Linked DNA regions of Mus musculus: region 1 is linked to region 2. The links are chromatin contacts, called in public promoter capture Hi-C maps. All regions are on one chromosome and are shown on one strand. The core of a region is the stretch at or near the end of the contact, and the rest is flanking DNA. Distances in the headings are between cores, read along the strand shown. Region 1 holds the start of Blvra (biliverdin reductase A). Region 2 holds the start of Hdc (histidine decarboxylase).

Region 1 (5,463 bases), core at 1,877-4,376, 450 kb before region 2:
TCAGCAGTGACTCGAGTCATGTTACGGTGTTGTCTGTCTTTTTCTTTTCAATCCTCATCCCCTCCCTGGCGACCCCACTGACTGACTGAGCTGGCTCGGTTATTACCCTTACCGAATAATGGATATCTCAATATATATTTAAACTGTACTTATCATAGCTTAAAATAGAGAGCATATCCATATTTAACGAAAAAAATTTTTTCATTCAACTCAATTTTAAAGCTTATTTGAATGAAATCCAGACATTCTGGGGTCCCATTCATGTTCTTATTTTATTTTATTGTATTTGTTTTGTGAAACAGGATTTCTCTGTATAGCCCTGACTATCCTGGAACTTGCTTTGTAGTTCAGGCTGGCCCCAATCTGCCTACCTCTCCCCCTCGAGTGCTGGGATTCAAGGTGTGCTTCACTGTGCCTGGCCCCCCATCCAAGTTCTTAGGCTTGTTCCAGGTCATGATCTCACTTCCCTATGCTACAACTACTTGGTCTGATAATTACAGGAAACCATGAGCCATTTGAACCAATCAGAACCTGCTGATCATACCAAGCAATTTTTCAAAAACAAGAGACCAAAAGAATCAAAACTTTTAAACAAGCAAAATATCTTTGGGTCTAACTTTTGCTTCTAACATTAAAAATCGTAATTATTACATTTTTATAGAGATCTCCAGTTAAGACCTGGAGAGATTGATCAGCAGTTAAAGGATATGCTAACATCCAAAACTCTAAGATCTACAGGTAACATGTTTTCATTAATAACAGCAGCCACACAACATGGTTCTGGACAGATGGCTCATCAGTTAAGAGCATTTGCTGTTCTTGCATAGGGTCAGAATTCAGTTCCCAGCTCCCATGTAAGGTGACTCACAGATGTCTGTAACTCCAACTACAGGGGATTTGTCACCTTGTATTGTCATCCTCAGGCATGTACATACATAAACACACACACACACACATACACACAAATAATGTTTTTTAAATTTTTTATTTACATTGGTGTTCTGCCTCCATGTATATCTGTGTGAGGGTGTCATGTCCCCTGGAACTGGAATTACAGACAGTCGTGAACTGACATGTGAGTGCTGAGATTTGAACCTGGGTCCTTTGGAAAAGCAGCCAGTCCTCTTAACTGCTGAGCCATCTCTCCAGCCTTAATATTATACACTTTACAAAGCAAACAGATATCAAATGCTTAGCCTATCTTTGAGAACCTCCAGACTGCAGGGACACAGAGACTGGCTCCTTTGGTAATGGTGTTTGGCCAACTAAGAATCACTGAATAGTGAAGAAAGGAAGACAGGATTACTTATGCCTCACCTGCACAGCTCTCCTAACAGTTCATCACCAAAGCTGCATTTGGCCACAGTTGCTACAGCCCTGAAGGAGGCATGGAAGGGCTCAGGCTCCTCTGCCATACCCCAGCCTTGCTCTGAGACCCCCTACACCTTCCAAGCACCTTCCAAGCACCGTCCATGCACCGCGGAGACAGCAGTCTGCTGATGTTCACTCCCGGTTGCCACCCTTCTCTCATGGATATCCTCAACTCTGCCCATTTTTCTACAATGCAGGCCAACAACAGTTCTTTCCTTTTATTCCGTTTTTCAGGATTTGTGTGTGAATTTTGTTTCTGAGGAAGGATTTCACTTTGTAGCCCAGGGAGGCACGAAACACACTCTGTGGCCTAGGCTGACCTCACACTCTCAGCAACTCTTCTGCCTCAACCTTGATTTATAACAAAACCTATGAAGTAAAACATAATAGCTATACAGATGTATATAATTTATATACATCAAAATAGCAACAATACTTGTCTCTGAGTACTAAGTTTCAGCAAAATTTGTTCCTTAGTTCTAAAAGTTCAAGTATAGTTAGCCACACATATTTCTCAGTTTTCTAGCCATCAAGAAGGCCCTTGACAATACTTTGTCTACCACGTGGCTTCAATATGTGCTACTCTGCAATGCAGAATGGAAGAAAGGGATCTGAATATTTATTAATACAACCTATTACAATAAAAATGAACTCTAGTTCAGTAAGAACTCAAATTATTCAGTAAGAACAATTTAAGAAATTCTTGGAAGTAATATAGAAACTTCATTAATTATGGGGGGAACTTTCCAGTGCTATAGTGTTTGCTTTGTGCATTGTGAGTGCTAATATTTATAAAATCTTAGGTTGAACATTCTGTGGCCTTACATAGCTATAGCTATCCTACCGAGCAAGCATGCTCTTTATCCCCACTTGTACAAATGAGGACACTGATACACCAAGAGGTTAGCTAGTATACCCCAAACCCATAACAGCTGTAAGATGCAAAACTGGAATTATGTAATGTTAAATAGAAAAATATCTGGATCCAAAACTGCACATAATGGGTTTCTCTGTATAGCCCTGGCTGTCCTGGAACTCACTCTGTAGATCAGCTTGGCCTTAACTCAGAGATCTGCCTGCCTCTGCCTCCCAAGTGCTAAAGACTAAAGGTGTGCGCCACCACCGCTGGCCTTTTAATTTCTGTTTTTAGTAGGACCTAAACTCAGCCTTATCTCTGAGTTCTTCAGATAAGCAAGCGACTTAAAATTCAACCCTCACAGGGTCTTCCAACACTCTTTCTTTCAGTTTTCAAAGAATAAAGTACAGCTAGGAGAGATTATAAAAGACACACCTGGCGCAAACTCTCAACCTCCAGAGTTCAAAGTCATCATTCTGGATATGACACTGTCAAACCGGGGGTAGGGGTGGGGGTGGGGGGCTCAGTCCCCCAGTCAGTGCACGATACACCTACCAGCCTCATCTAGGTAAGGCCGGAAACCATCAGCACTTTTAAACGAGATGGAGATTTAATTTCTTTACCATCTTTACTCGGGAATGCCGCTTCCTGAGAGGAGGCCCCCCCCCCCCCCGGTCCGGCCTGCGAAGGGCTCCGCAAAGAGAAGCTGGCGGCCAGGGCGCTCCGGGGTCCCGAAAGGATGGCGGGCACGCGGCCCCTATCGGCCTTGGCCTCCCGTCTCAGGGTCGTGCGCTCAGCCCCGCGCCCCTCCCGGCCAGAGCTCACCTTACCAGCGGCTCACGAGCTTCCGCTTCAGCGCGCCCAAATTGCAGCGTCCCAGCAGCTACAGACAGAGCGCTGCTAGGATTCGATTGGCTGTCCAGATGGTAGGCGGAGCCTTGACCGAGCAATTCCCGTGAGTCCCGCGGCCCATGCTGCTGAATGGGGAAAATTACGAGCTGCTGTGTTTTTGCACTTGTTTGGTGTGGTGTCGCTACTTTGTCAGCTCCCTTCGCGCCAAATGCAACTAGGGCTTTTTTTTTTTCCTGGGTATATTCGGGACCTTGTTTAGTTTTGCGGCTCAAACATAATTGATCTGACACAAAAACTTGTTCCTGTAAGGAGCGAGGATTCCAGAAAACCAGTGTTTGTAATTCCCTGTCTTCAGGGCTAGGAAACAGCATTTTCCCAGGAACAGCCTGGTCTCACCCTGGGAATGGCGAAAGAGTAGACGCACTGAGGGGAGAATCAGAGTGCTGTGCGAGGAAAGTGTACCAAGGGTAAGGGAGAAGAGGGAGGCATCTGAAGGACGCTTTGACCTGTAGGGCTGGAGTCTGTTCCAAGTCCACTGACATTTACCCTTTTTTATCCCTTGACAAAACTGATGAAACTAACAGGGTTGGTGGCGACGAAAAATCATCTTTGTTTCTCGTGAGATAAATGTCCTCACTCCAGACAAGGCATGGAGCACAATTACAAGCCTAACTTGGAGTCAGACCACTTCTTAACGTTTCCATCATCTGCCATCTGAGAAGTCAGAACTGACCCCTTCCTGATCACCCTGTAATCTTCCACCCATACAGCAGCCAGAGTGACCTTAAACATAATAGCAATTAGTTGGGTATGGTAGTGCATACCCTGTGGGCTGGGCAGCTCACGTCTTCCGTGAGTGACCAGGGGCTGGAGAAATAGCTCAGTGGTTAAGAGCTCTTGTTGTGCTGTAGAACCTGCAGAGCACCTGGGTTCAATTTCCTGCACTCACACGGCAGCTCACAACCATTTGTTCTTTAACTCTAGTTCCAGGGGAACCGATGGCTCTTCTGACCTCTGCTAGCACCAAGCACCTATGTATGAATAAGCCATATTTTTAAAAGTTAAAAACTAATAAGATAGTGAGGAAGAAACCTGATGTTGATCTCTGGCCTCTGAAACATGAACATTTACATGATTATATGTACAGCCACACAAACATGTGCATATAACACACATGCAAAAACAAACATACAGACTGAGCAAGTTGTATTTATATATTTAGAAACCTATCTATATACTGATTAAATAATTTTCATCTACTTAAATTATAAAGAACATACAGACCCCAAAAAGCACAGATGTTTTTATTATACATTCAATTAAAAAATTTCAATTTACACAGTCCAGTGCCAAAACAAAGTAAAAAAAAAATGCATCATTTATTACGTTGCTATTCACTTGCATTGTTCTCTCCTAAAGTTCTGACATAAGAAAACAGCTCAAAGACACATGAATAGGGTCAGTGCACTTCTTATGGCTTACCATGTGACAATGATCATGTTTAGCCATAGAAAATAAAAGAACCTACAGTTAAATGAAAATAAAATACTGTACTTTTATAAGTCAATTTGGAAGAGCTTAGCACGTCAGCCAACACTCCCCTGCAGAGCACATGCTGCGCTGGGCACACCTGTACACTGGCTCTCAGATGGCTCAGCTCCTCCCACAGCTTCTCTGTAGGGAAGGGTAAGACAGGCTCCTCTCATACCCTGAGTGGCCGCTCTTCTGCTGAGCGCCTGGGTGACTGCTAGGAGCCTGGCCACCTCCTTTCCGCTGCTCTCATGCTCTTCCTGTCCTCCTTTATCTGTCCCCAGCCTGGCTCTGCTGCCCTCCATTCTTGGTAATGGTGCCCGGCACACAGCACACAGCCATTCTTCCCCTAAGCGCTACCCTCATTGGCTGATTATAAAGTAAAGAGACTAGGTGTTATGGATGGCCCCACGCAAGAACTAGACCTAAAATTCTCCCTATTTTGTGATCAAAAAGGTTGACGATGCCTGATTCAGAATATAATGCAGTGAGTTTAGATAGAATATGTACTGGTCCAAAGTTTTAAAATATCTACTCTTTTCTATTATTATTAGTTTATTAAAATCATAAACATTGTAAACATTGTATTAAACATTTCTGTAGAAACCCTGTTACTCTACATTTTATTTAATGAGTTCAGAAAGAACAAAAGTGACACTATGTTCTCTTTGGCAGATCTGAAGTCATGCCTCAACCCCAAACCTACTGTTTACACATGCGCTGTTAGACAGGCCAGTAGAGTCCTCTCATAACCATCCCTTATAACAAAGCAGAAGAAAGCAAAAACCATGATCCTTCGGACAGATGTCACTGTGATTTTATATACCTTACTCTCCCTGCTCCACAACTGACCA
Region 2 (5,301 bases), core at 1,885-4,384:
GTTTTGCTATTATATTGTAGTGAACATCATCCCGTTAGACTTTCTAATTATTATTCTCTGATATACTACATCCTGACTTCAGCCCCCCACCTCCAGAAAAGAGCAGGCTTCTCAGAGACCTCAACCAAATACAGCTCCACACGCTACAACAATACCAGACACAGATCGTCACGTCAAAGCTGGGTAAAGCAACCCAGGGTAGGGAAAAGGGTCCCACAAGTAGACAAGAGGGTCAGAGAGAGCCCCCCCAATTCTACTGTTAGGATTCTCACAAGAACACCAAGCCACTTAACCATACATAACATATCTATAGAGGACCTAAGTCAGAGCTCTGCAGGTTTCCTGAGCTCTCAAGTTCCCATGAGCCCAGCCAGTTGATTTACGGGCTGAGATCTCCCGGTGTGTGTGGTGTGTGCGTGTGCGTGACCTCATCGGTTCCTCCAATCCTTCCTCTCCCTCCTCCACAGGACTCCCTGAGCACCTGCTCCCATCCCTTACTGGATGGAGTGGCTTTGGTCCCTTCTATGATTCTGCTAGGCTCCCGTCCCACTCATCATGTTGGATGTGTGTGTTGGCTTCTACAGCACGGTAGCGATGACTTGTTAGTCTAGGGTAGTTAGGTTTTACTTGACTCTACCAAACTGCTTTCTGTAATAGCTATGAAGAGATATTACAGTGGTGAGATTTCTTTATTTCACCCACATTGCATCTGGCATTGGTAGAAGTTAGGAGCTAAGAAGTTTCTCTCGTAGGCAGCTAGCTACTCAGAGTGACAGGTCACTAGAGTGAGCCACAGTGAACTGGTAAATTCTACACAGCAGTGAGCACAGCAGCTGGCCTTGGAAGCTATGAATTATAAAATCCGGATTCACCAAAACAACAGCCAATCACTGGTCCTTTTCCTTCTCACTTCCGGTGCTGAGGCCTTCCTGGAACTTTTTGTCTGGTGAGGCCTTTTTCTGCTAGGTAGGGTTTCTCTGAATCTATGCTCTCATGTCTGTGATCCATTCAAAATCTCCCACAGATATTCAAACTAGCCAGCCAAGAATGCCTCAACTCTGCCAAGGCCAGAAGAGGGTGTAAGATCCCCTGGAAATGAAATTACTCATGGTTGTGAGCTGCCACATGGATGCTGGAAGTCAAATCCAGATCCCGTGGAAGAGCAGCCAGTGCTCTTTACCACTGAGCTGTTTCTCCAGCTTAGTTTCTCAACTTCTTATTGGCAAAGCAACTTTTCTTTCCCTTCTGCTCCCCTCCCCTCTCCTCTTCCTTCCCCTCCCTCCCTTTCTCTCCCCTCCCTCCCCTTCCTTTCTCTTCCTTCCCTTCCCCCCCTCCCTCCTTCCCTACCTCCCACCTTTCTGTTTTTTGATTTTGTTTTGAGGCAGGGTTTCTCGGTGTAGCCGGGCTGTCCTGGGATTCACTTACACTGTAGACCAGGTTGGCCCCGAACTCAGAGATCTGCCTGCCTCAGCCTCCCAAGTCCTGGGAATTAAGTCAAGTGCCGCCGCCACCTGGCTCCTCTTCCCTTTCTTACGTGTGAAGTTTCTCCTATATACCATTCAAGCCCTGGCATATACCACCTGACCTCTGATTCAATCAATCCAATTATGACACTGAGTGGAGTTAGAGTCCAGACTGTGAGTTCAGCCTCTTTAGTCGGCTCCAACTTCAGCCACAGGTTCCCAGTAAGGAGTTTGCTACCTGTGCTTGCTACTATGTCTTTGTGGATTCCCACATCTTTCTTGGGTTTGATTAATTTGCTGGCGTGGCTCACAGAATTATAGCAAACATGATTACTTTTGATCGAGACAGATGTGATGACAGTTGGGTGAAGGGTGACACTTGGGGTGTGGAGCTGCCTTCTTTGGGTGCTTATCCTTCAGGTAGCCCTGCAAACATTTCAAATCTGCTCCAGAGGTACTTTTAAAAAAGGGAGATGGGAACTGGGGACCAAAGGCAAGGCCTCGGGCGGGCGTGCTAGGTGAGCGGTTTGCCACTGAGCCCCACCCTTGTTTAACCTTTAGCTCTTTCTCCCATTCTTCCCCCTGACCACCCCCCATGAAGTCTGTTGTGTAAGTACAGGTAATGCTTTAGACACTGTTTTTCTCAGATTGTGTTCAAGCTCTTGGGTGCAGGCATCCGCAGTCCAGAGCCTCTGAGGAACAAAGGGACCTCGATATAAAGAACAAAAAGCTCTTGGTATTCGGGAAAACTCCGAAGGATTTTTGTTGTTTTGTGGCAGTGTTGGGGTTCAGGACAAACACACCACCCCAGAATATGATTTCAGGAGAAACTGCCATCCCCGCCCCCACTAGTACGCTTCCTTTGTGTTATCTCGAGAAGCCCTGGACGTAGGAGGAGTTCTCAAAAGCTGTTCTTTCGTAAGAGATGGTCAGGAAGAAACGTTGATTAGGAAAAGTACTCGACTCAGGAAGAGGAGGGGTACAGATAACTGCTGTCACCAGAAAGATTTCCATCTGACAAAGTGGCAATTCTTCCCCCTTACGAATGTGTGTCCCGCACTCTGCTGCACCCAGGCTCCGCTCTGTTCTCCAGCTCTGCTTGCTGTAGAAGCGTCCATCCACTAAAGGGACTTCCAGATTTATTGGCACTGAACAGGTTTTTCCTCCGTTAGCTTAAACAGTAGTCGAGGCAAAGAACCCAGAACAAGTGCTATGTAGTAATGGATAAAAAGAATCCTTCATATCCTGTTGTTGATCTGTCCTGAGCTCAGCCTGGCTAGCTATGGGCTTCTCTGAGCCGGCTCTGCCCTCACCTCATAGAGAAGCCAGGGCAGGAGCAACTCCACCCTCTGTGCTACTTATTGTGAATGCCCTTGGCCTATTTCTGGCCTCTGAGCTAGGAGCTTTATTCAAGGCTGGGGCTCTATGGTCTGAATGCAGGGGCAGGGATGATAGAGGGCTCTTTTACCTTGTCTATCCAGAGCTGCTTGTAGGCTTGGGAGGCTAGGTGCCCCAACTGGTCTAAAAACACCATGTTCTCTGATTCTGTTGATCAAAGTTCAAATCAGAAAGGACGGGGACAAGAGAGGCTGAAATTAAGCCTGAAGGAAGGGACTTTATGGGGGCGGGGCTAAAGGAGGGGAATAGGGAACTCCTTAAATAAGAGATGCACTGGCTGCCAGGGAGTGCACAGCACAGACAAAGGCGACCAAGAAGCCCTGTTGACAGCTGCCTTCCAGCCTCCTCTGTCTGTCTGCCAGGAGGAGCAATCCAAGGGAGATGATGGAGCCCTGTGAATACCGTGAATACCGTGAATACTACCGAGCTAGAGGTGAGTGACAGGGTGGGTCTTCCCTGCTGTTGGAGGCAGGTGAGTGTTTGAGTTGCCTTGGGAGAGCCGGTTTGGCTTCAGTGGTGTTTCTCCTGAATTCTTGAACAGGATGTAGATCAGAGTTTTAACAGGTCCCTCATTCCCTGCCTCTCATGTGCCTACTTCTGTGATTGCTGCCTGTGTCTTGCATTTTGTTTCCTTCTACCTGCCCACAAAATAAACTATCTGTATTTGTGATCCACTCAATTGCCTTATGAAATAGGAAAAAAAAAAAAAAGACTTAAGCATTTGATAGCCCAAACTCTCTTAATATTCATTTCTCTGTGTAAAGTAGTTTATTCTTTTAGTGTTCATGTTTAAACGTTCGCCAAGTGCCCACTTGTATACCAGCTTGCAGGGAAAGCAAAGCCAGGTACCCTGTTTTCAGGCCTGGCTGTCCACAGGTAGGGAAGTGCTTAAAGGGGATTTGTAGGAAGATGAGGATGCATCCAACAAAGTGACTTGTGACATGATGAGTTTGGTTCTGCTTCTTCTGTTTAGTACGCATTAACTGAAATACACATCAACTTAAAATAAAGGTTCTTTTAGAAGCCTATGTGACAACAGAGAACTTTGAATGTCTTTGTAATTTTGTAATAGTCTCATCTCCACTAGAGGGGCCACAGTGTATGAAACTTCTTGGCTGTAAGTTAATATCTATCCTGCTTTAAATCTCTTTTCTCTCTTCTCCCCTATCAACCTTTGTAGGCAGACGCGTATTAGCGTATCATGTGGCTTTTCAACAGTGCACTTAGCTGAGAGTGTGGGTTCCTATCCTGCAGTGGGACACATTTTCCTATGAGACTGTCTGGGGATGAGTGCCAGCTCTCTCATGTCTACTGGGCACCACTCAGTGCTGGGTGCCCAAGGCTGTGGTGGGCTGAAGGAGTCAAGCTCTCTGGTGCCTCAGTTTGTCTAGGCCCAGTTCTGTGTGTAGGGACTTTGCAGAAGCTGAGGTAGAGGGAATAAATCAGGCTCCTTTTCTTCTCTGCTCCTTTGCTCCTTTGCAGGGAGAAGGGGAATGGGAAGGGTTTCTGGTTGCTCATAGTAGGTGCACATCTAGAGGGTGGGAGGCCATGAGAGAGAGCCCCTCTGAAGGGTCAAAGAACAACTGGCCTGCAGTGGCTTCACATGACTGCTTCCCTTTCTGACTAGTCTTCATTCTTTTGGTGCATCTATTTGAGTGTGGAAGCCGTGTGACAAGCCCTGAGTGCCAGCAGCAGGGAGCGGTGGGGCTCAGGTCTCTTGGGGTCCAGGTTGGTCACAAGCTCTTGGTTGGGCTCTTAGTTGTACTTTAAGTATGTCCCACGTACCTCAGAAATTTGTGTGTGTGTGTGTGTGTGTGTAAACTTATACTTTTCATCACACTCAGAAGATGTTGCCAATAGCCGGGCACGGTGACGCCTTTAATCCCAGCAGGTGGATTTCTGAGTTCGAGGCCAGCCTGGTCTACAAAGTGAGTGCCAGGACAGCCAGGGCTATACAGAGAAGCCCTGTCTCAAAAAACCAAAAAAAAAAAAAAAAAAAAAAAAAAAAAAAAAAAAAAGAAGAAGAAGAAGAAGAAGAAGATGTTGCCAAGTACCATAAAGGCAAGCGAGTGCTGATTTAATGGGTCTCATAAGATGTTTTCTCCTTTTAGGAGAACTGGATGTGGCAGCTTTCATCTCTGCTGACAAAGAACAGTGTGTGTGTGTGTGTGTGTGTGTGTGTGTGTGTGTGTGTGTGTGTGAATGTTTAACAATTTTAGGCTACAAAAAACAAAAACAAAAACAAAAACAAAAAACCAAAACCCACCAAGTCTCTACCGTGAGACTTTAAGGTAAAGAATTAAGAGCTGTTCTGTCTCTGAGAAGAGAACAATGGCTGAGTGGCCGTCCTGGCAGGTGAGGGAGAAGGAAAGATGGTTTCACATCGGTGCTAAGGTCTTTGTGCTTTGCAGGTTTTCCCCTATGCTCATGTGTTCTCTCA

The links. Promoter capture Hi-C pulls out the DNA fragments that hold promoters and counts their contacts.
Region 1: a contact with region 2 is called in a promoter capture Hi-C map of liver, with 2.4 times the contacts expected there. The contact joins the promoter of Blvra here to the promoter of Hdc in region 2.

What each region holds. Positions count from the first base shown.
Region 1 is chr2:127,068,320-127,073,782 of GRCm38.p6, reverse strand. Blvra (biliverdin reductase A) reads right to left here and starts at 3,126. Exons shown (of 8, transcript NM_026678.4): 1 at 3,053-3,126. Ap4e1 (adaptor-related protein complex AP-4, epsilon 1) reads right to left here. Exons shown (of 21, transcript NM_175550.3): 21 at 3,969-5,463.
Region 2 is chr2:126,616,511-126,621,811 of GRCm38.p6, reverse strand. Hdc (histidine decarboxylase) reads left to right here and starts at 3,134. Exons shown (of 12, transcript NM_008230.6): 1 at 3,134-3,294. The coding sequence starts at 3,243.